Regions from separate parts of the Rattus norvegicus genome. Here region 1 is linked to region 2. Evidence: chromatin contacts called from public Hi-C data. All regions are on one chromosome and are shown on one strand. The core of a region is the stretch at or near the end of the contact, and the rest is flanking DNA. Distances in the headings are between cores, read along the strand shown. Region 1 overlaps LOC120102311 (a long non-coding RNA gene). Region 2 has its middle 7.1 kb from the start of Tmsb10.

Region 1 (3,915 bases), core at 55-2,554, 290 kb before region 2:
AAAGCAGGAGATAGTTACATAAAAGTCCAATTCTTCATTAGGTGGAGCGGTTTGGGCTAGTGAACTCTGCCCGTTTTCTCTCTGCCCATTTCCTCTCTTGCAATGTAGAGTCTTTCTTTTCCTAGTTTGAATGTAGATGAGAGAGAGAGAGAGAGAGAGAGAGAGAGAGAGAGAGAGAGAGAGAGAGAGAAAGAACAGTACAGACAGAGGCATCTGGAAGAGTCCAGAGCAAGGAGAGAAAACATAGACTGAACTGGCTATGAAGGGAGAGATAAGAAGGGAGAGCGAGAAAAGAAGAGGAGAGAGAGGGCAAAGGAGAGTGAGAGAGAGGACCAAGAGAGGAAGGAGTCAGAGCAGAGAACCAAGATGATGCAGAGCTGAAATGGAAGGGTTATAAAGGAAGGAGAAGATGCAGAAGCGAGCCCCTGGGCTGGAAAGGTTTAGGGTAGGGGGCGGGGTCAGAAGAGCTGGGAGAAGCCAAGGGGCAGGGTCAGAAGAGGCGGGAGAAGCCAAACTTACCGAGTGAAGCTGGCTTTGGTATGCTAATTGGCACCGTGGTTAGGCATTTGCCCTGAGTTCTTTTGGGGCCAGACAACCAGCCCTTGGGATGCTGAGGCAGGAAGGTCAAGGATTCAAAGCCAGTCTGAGATAAATCCCAAGCCATCCTAGGATATATGGTCAGACCTTGTTTCAAATTAATTTTTGTTTTGTTTGTTTGTTAAGTTAAAACGGTGATTTTTTAACACTACCAACTTTGGAGAAAGTGGGAATTTCTTCACTGTAATAAATGGCAGTTACCCCCTCTCTTTACCGCAAATTACCTCTTTCTTCCCCATTAGTCTTCATACAACCCTTATGTTCCTCAAGCTGTCCGAAAGTTCTTAATATTTCCACAATTCTGTGTCATTGCATATAAAATAATAAGGATGCCAGTGCTTTAAGAGGCCACCAGTAAAGAGCATGGTGCCGAGATTAATCATCAGGTTTTTGATTTCCCCTCCAGCCCCTCCCAGCCCAGATCGGCTGACTGCCACGTGGCTTGTAGCTTCTAGCTCAAGCTGCCGGGATCCAAATGCCCAGACTCCAACCACTGCTGCCTGGATCCTGTTAGAGAAAGGAAGGGGAAATCTGCTTTACCTCCAGGGGCAGAAATGTCAGGGAAAAAGCCTTCTGCAAAGAGAGGCATCAAGGTCAAAATGGAGCAAAATTATGTTGTCTTCTGGTTAATAGCTAACTAGCTTGCCCTTTTATTGTCCACAAAACTTGGCAACCTCCTAGGTCTATGTGGCTGTTTGCCTTTCCCGTGGCAAGAAAGGAGGGGTTTTCTTTCACTGTAAACACAGTTGACAAAACACTGAGTAGACAGGAGAGGTGTGTACCAAAAGGAAACTGTTCTGTATGTAACCACCTCAGCAGGGGTGAGAATATTCTGAAGAGACACTTGCTTTTAGTCTTCTTTGCCTATCAGAGTATTTAGACAAGTGCCCCCCAGAAAATTGGAATTTCCCACGGAATCTAATGCTGGAAGAAGGAAAGGCTGGAGCTAGCCAGAGAGGGAGCCTGTCTCCCAGAAAGAGTTTTCATTTGGTTCAGACTTAGACTGCCACTCAGGAGAGCCGGGAGCCCAGACAGTAGTGGCGGAATCACACCTTGGCCAGGAATGCTTAGTTATACACACCTCTTACTTCCTATTGAAAGCCAAGCGTCGTGTCGGAACCTTGAATATGGACTTGAGGAGTCCTGGACTTCTTTCTCTCCTCTATCCAGTGCAGTTACGTTGAGTAAAATTCACCTTTCTGCTTTTTACCATTACTTGTTCATTTAAGTGACCTATCAAGGATGGATGGTCAAGTCTAGCTTGCTAGAGCTTCCCAGGGGCTATGCTCTGACAGAACACACACACACACACACACACACACACACACACACACACACACACACACAAAACCAAATCTGTGAAGGTCTTGTTGGTCTCAGTGGTTCTGAAGGAGCTTAATGATCAGAACCTATTCAACAAATATGCATCAGGGCCCTTTGCTGATGAAGACAAAACCAGTTGTGAACAGACATGAAACAAAGTGGCATACTGACCCAATAAAACTTTATTTATAAAACCAGGTAGCAATCTGAATTCAACCTAGGATATAGTTAGCTGACCTGTGCTCTGTGCTACATATGGACAAGACATGTATATGTATGGATTCTATACTATACTGTTTGAATAAACTAGATGCTATACTTAGATAGACTGTGTTTTATATGTTTGTATAGACAGTATAGCATTCTTTTTAACAAAATGGGGTAATGTATATCTGTGACTGTTTCATTAATTGTATTTAACACACTATCCATTTAATACAGATAGCATCACCTCATTACCTTATTGGTTATATCAATCTATATTATATTTTATTTGAACACACCCTCTGTAAAAGGCTTGGAACAAATTCCTTACATAAATACCCTTGTGCCTTTGATCAAATGGTTTTAAAAGCAGATGAACATCTGCTGCCCTTGTAGGCCAGAAAATGAGTTAGATCTCCTAGTACTGGAGTTACAGGTGGTTTTGAACTGCTGTGTAGGTACTGGGATGTGAACCCCTGTCTTCTAAATGCTCTTCACTGCTTAGCAATCTCTCAAACTCCATGATACAGCTTTCAAAATCAACCAATATTGCAACATTATCTCTGAAACACTGTATATTCTGTAGGCATAAAGTTTTTGCCAAATTTAGGTGATTTCAATTCCAAAGTAAAGAGGACTGTAAAAGAGCTGGCATTGAACATCTCTGAAAGACCCTACACCAGTGGCCCTCAACCTTTCTAGTGCTGTGACCCATGAATACAGTTATTCATGTTGAGGTGACCCCCAACCATAAAATTATTTCATTGCTACTTCATAGCTGTAATTTTGCTATGAGTTCCAGGGCAGCCAAAGGGGCTACATAGACAAACACTGTGTCATAAAACCAGAAAGAAAGAAAGAAAGAAAGAAAGAAAGAAAGAAAGAAAGAAAGGAAGAAAGAAAGAAAGAAATTATAATGTAAATATATGATATGTGACTGACCTCCAAGGGAGACATGACACACAGGTTGAGAAACTCTGATCTATAGGAAATGGCCACCCAAAGGTGGGGTAGCTGCTCACGTAGGTCAAATGACCTGAAGGAAGCCAGAATGGAGTGCCATTGACACGCACAGCAGCCCTAGGCCCACAGATGGGTGATGGAGTGAAATGCTGAGACTGGCATTTCAGAGGACTCACCTGGGGAGCGTCTTCGTTTTAAGGAACGACGTTGCCATGCGAGGATGCCCGGAGGTGTGGGTGGTCAGTCAGAAGAGAGCGAGCCGCGGTGGCAGGGCAGGAGCAGGACAGTGGCAGGGCAGGATACGTTGTGACATAACAAACAGGGAAGAACCATGCTTCTTCTTAGAGTTTCTTGTAGCTCCTCGTCGCTTTCTGGCAATCAGAAGACTGGTCACCCTCAGTTCACAGCCATTTTTATTGTGGAATTACCAGGAAAAGTTCTGCAAAAGCATTGTACGTAAACCTAAGAAACAGGATGTATAGGAGGGTGAGGACTCAAAGAAGAAAAGTAAAAATAATACTATTGCCCTCAAATGCATTGAAGGAGATCGTCGGGACACTGCAGGAGAGAGATGATGGCTCTGTCACAGATGGGATTTCTTACAATAAAAGTCTTCCCACAGGGTCATAAAGTAACACATGTTCTGTAGGAGAAACCCAGCCAGGCATGGTGGCACAGCCTTTCAACCCAGCACTCAGAAGGCAGAAGCAAGTGGATCTCTTGAGTTCAAGGCCACACTGGTCTACAGAGTTCCAGGATAGCCAACTGGCTACATAGACAAACACTGTGTCATAAACCAAAACAGAAAGAAAGAAAGAAAGAAAGAAA
Region 2 (4,046 bases), core at 1,457-3,956:
CTGTTGTTCTGGGTAAATAAATCTCCTGAGTGCTAAGAACATGGTCTTGGGGACCCTGAGCCAGTACTTTTTCTTTCATCCCCCAAAATCTCAGTGACTCACGACAACAGAAATACATACGTACTTTGTTCGTGTTACTATTCGCTGCTACTCAGTGGTTTCTGCACTCACTCAGCGTTGTTCCCCTCGATTCTCGGACTTAACTTCCATCCAGTCACACTAAGCAAAGCAAAACATGAAGCAAGGCGGCATCATAGGGAAAGCAAGAAGTAATTGGTACCCTGGGGTGGTTTGGATGTGAGATGCACCCCTTAGACTCATATGCTTGGACACTTGATTTCCCAGCTGGTGGTGGTTTGAGAGGGTTATGGAACCATTTGGAGGAAGTATGCACTGGAGGCCATGCTTTCAACATTTATGGCTACATTTCCTCTTCTCTCAAGCTTCCTAACTACCAGGCCAACCTGAGGCTTCTCCTACTGTGCCTTCCCCATCATGACAGACTCTATCCCTCTAGAGATGGAAACCAAAATAACCCTTTCTTTCCTAACTTCCTTTGTATCAGGGTATTTTATCATAGTAACAAAAGAGTAACTAATGCAGACCTATAATAGAATTCAGTGTCTTAAAAAGTATCTTCCTTAAATCAAAAACGTTGACTTATACCTGTAATTCCAACATTGGAGAGGCGGAGGCAGGGAAATCAGAGTTTAAGACCATCCTTGGCTACATCGTGAGTGGGAGAGCATCCTGAGTAAATGAGACCTTGTCTTTAAAAAAAATGTTTTCTAAAGATTATCTTTCTTTATTTCACCTTTATATGCCAGTTGGGATCATGTTGATTTGTGTTTTTACAGTATATGGAGGAGGAACTAAATTATAGTTATTCTTAATGTTTATTTCAGAAACAAGAAGTGTCATCAAATATTTAAAGATTAAGGCGTTTTGGTCCCTGAGGGCTAGCGACTGCAGCTGCCCAGAGTAAGTTTGGACTGTGGCTCTGGCCCAGGAGCCACGGAGGAACCTGCTTGAAAGCTTCTGGAAGGGAAACTGTACGAAATGAAAACATACAAACACCACTGCTGAAGGATGTGATGTTTGACCAAGACGGTCATCTTGAAGCCATTAAAGGAAATTGAGCTGAACAAAGATGGACCATGAAAACAGAGAAAGGTAAGGACTGGCTGAGCCCTGGAGCCATAGAGCATCCTCAAAGGGCTTCGTCTTTGAACTTCCTGTTGTGTGAAATATAAATTTCCCTGTATCTATTAAGATGGCTTGGCAGTTAGAGTTCTGCCCTATGAGCTTGAGGAACAGGGTTCCAATGCTGTACCCAGAAGGTGAGACACAGAATCCCTTGCACAAACTGGCCACCCAGACTAGCCTTGTGGGCAGTGTGAGCTCTGGGTTCAGCAAGACAGCTTTCCTCAGTGGATAAGGTAGAGAGGGACTGAGGAAGACTCCCCAATTCAATCTCAGGCCTCCACATGCACTCACACACATTTGCAACCATATAAACGAAAACATAAGAAAAACAAATAAATTTTCTCATATTTAAAAAATCTGTAGTTGGGTTTCTGTTATAGTCAAAATGATTCTAATACTCGTTATCAGGAATCAGAGAAGTCTAACATCAGAAGCAATGCAGACCTGAACAAGAGAAAGGCCTGCAGTGGAGGCTCACTGGTAAGTACGTGTCTATTGATCAGAAAGAGGTTCTGCTGGTAAAGGCACTGCTCCCAAGCTTGACACACCTGGCAACTGGAGAGAATCCCGGGAACCCACAGAGTGGAAGGAGACAACTGACTCCATCAAGTTGTTCTCTGGCCTCCACACAGCGTGTGCACATACACATATAAACAAGGGGATTTTCTTTAAAATTCAGAGCTAGAGAGATGGCTCAGCTTATCCAGGGAACCCAAGTTCAGTCTCTAGTACTCACAGAGGGTGGCTCATCCACCTATAACCACAAGTCCAAGGGTTCCAATAATCTCTTCTGACTTCCGTGAGCACCTTCACCTACACACAGAGAGAGAGAGACAGAGAGACAGAGAATCAGAGAGACAGAGAGATAGAAAGAGACAGAGAGACAGAAAGAGACAGAGAGACAGAGAGATAGAAAGAGAGAGACAGAGAGAAAGACAGAGAGGTAGAGAGACAGAGAGAGACAGTCAGAGAGAGAGACAGAGAGAGTATGTGTATATATTTTAAAGTAGCCAAGGCTGGCCTCAAACTTGCTATTTAGCTGAGGATGACACTGAACTGATCCTCCTGCCTCCACAAGTTCTGAGATTACAGATGTGTACACCTATCATCTATACCAAATTTATATGGTGCTGGGGATATGTGTGCATGCTAGGCAGGCAGTCTAACAATGCACATATTAGCCCCTTATTATAGTCTTCAGATAGAATTCTTTCTTGGGGAAATTACTTTTTGCTTTTAAGGCCTTCAACTAACAGGATGCTATCTTCCCACAGGCTAATTTTGTGACTCATATCACCAAAACACTTCTGCAGCAGCTCTAGACTGTGTGGGACCACATAACTGGGCAGACTGTACCCGAGTAGACACAAAGTACCACAGTGTTGAAGGGGTACTTCCCTTTTTTCACCTTATAGACTCCAGATTCGTCTGCATCAGGCCTAGTCCACACAGAGAGCACAGGAATGCAGAAATCAACTCCTACCAACACTGGGGCCAGGAAAGGACTGCTCCCAAGGGCAGAGTGTCTACTGAGCCCAAAAGCAGGAAGCTGCCTCAGAGCCACTCAGCCAGACCTCAGGTGCTGCTCTCAGACTTCTTCCAGTAGGATAGAAACAAGCTCTTAGGATTTCACCCCTTGAGTTTTCTGATATGTGTAGCTCGGCCCAATTCTAAGTAGTACAAAAAAAAATCCGAGAAAATATAATTTAAGGAAAGCTATTTTAAAATAGGACTAAACAAGAAACATTCTAAACCTTAATATACCTTTATTTATTTATTTATTCATATATTTATTTATTTATTTCGTGTGTGTGTGTGTGTGTGTGTGTGTGTGTGTGTGTGTGTGTGTGTGTATGTAAAACACTTGTGTGGAAGTTAGAGAACAACTTTGTGCAGCTGGTTCCGGCCTTCCCATGCGGTTCCAGGGGATCCAGTTCAGACCACCAGGCTCAGCCACAGCAAATGCCTTGCCCTCCTGAGCCATCTTCACGGTCCCGGAGACATTTGTAAAGAGCACAGTTCACGACGACAGAAATAAGACAAAAGAGAATTTGGGGATTGTGGGTGACAGCTGGAAATGCACCTCAGTTTGTAGGGTGCTTGCTTAGCACACAGGAAGCCCTAAATCCTCTCCCCAGAGCGGCATAAGCCAGACATGTTGGCACATGTGCAAGACAATCAGAAGTTTGAGGTCATCCTCAGCGTAAACCCAGCCTAGGATACAGAGGAAAAACAGAAAAGAAAATCCATAAATCTGCATGACTCTCTCCACCTACACACAAGCAGGCTCGCACACTGTGTAAGCACATAGAAGAGCGCCAGGCCCAGATGGTTCCACAGATGATTCCTTTCAAAGCTGCAAGAAAACAATAACTTCAGTACCTCAAGATTTGTTTCAGTAGCTAGAAAAGGACATATGTCTCTCATGATGATTAATCTTGGGTGTCAGCCTGGCTGGAACCTCAAAGCATTAGTTCTGGGTGTGTCCTTAAGTGTTCTTCCAGAGGACATGAACATGGGCATGGGGGGGTTGAGCTGGAAATAGCTTCTCTCTATGGTGGTGGGCACCATCCAAACAGCTGAGAGGCCAAAGAGAGCAAACCAGAAGAAAAACCTATGGATCTGTCTCTGTCTCTCTGTCTCTCTGTCTCTCTGTCTCTCTGTCTCTCTTTCTGCCTCCACACCCTCTCTTGCTCTCCTCTCTTCTCTCTTCCCTAGGGCTTTCCAGCCCTCTGTGATGGTTTCTATATGCTTAGCCCAGAGAGTGGCATTATTAGAAGGTATAGCCCTGTTGCAGTAGGTGTATTCTTGTTGGAGTAGGTGTGTCACTGTGGGTGTGG

Evidence for each region. Hi-C and Micro-C count contacts between places; a contact is called where the count stands out from the background.
Region 1: a Hi-C map of the A7r5 cell line shows a contact between it and region 2, with 6 times the contacts expected there. The contact joins two enhancer-like sites. A contact is called at or near these places in 9 of 12 Hi-C or Micro-C datasets (the A7r5 cell line, frontal cortex, hepatocytes and 5 more) and 1 of 1 datasets of contacts at active chromatin or transcription factors (oligodendrocytes).

Annotation. Positions count from the first base shown.
Region 1 is chr4:106,847,025-106,850,939 of GRCr8, reverse strand. LOC120102311 (a long non-coding RNA gene) reads right to left here. Exons shown (of 3, transcript XR_010065833.1): 2 at 3,264-3,526; 3 at 1-1,104. Among named protein-coding and RNA genes, the nearest start is that of Dnah6, 6.6 kb to the right of the region's middle. Within about 2 kb of position 1,304, at least 12 of the 93 cell types and tissues checked have an H3K27ac peak or open chromatin away from gene starts, as enhancers often do. A contact at or near this core is called in the A7r5 cell line, where this site is marked.
Region 2 is chr4:106,560,056-106,564,101 of GRCr8, reverse strand. No RefSeq gene overlaps it. Among named protein-coding and RNA genes, the nearest start is that of Tmsb10, 7.1 kb to the left of the region's middle. Within about 2 kb of position 2,706, at least 18 of the 93 cell types and tissues checked have an H3K27ac peak or open chromatin away from gene starts, as enhancers often do. A contact at or near this core is called in the A7r5 cell line, where this site is marked.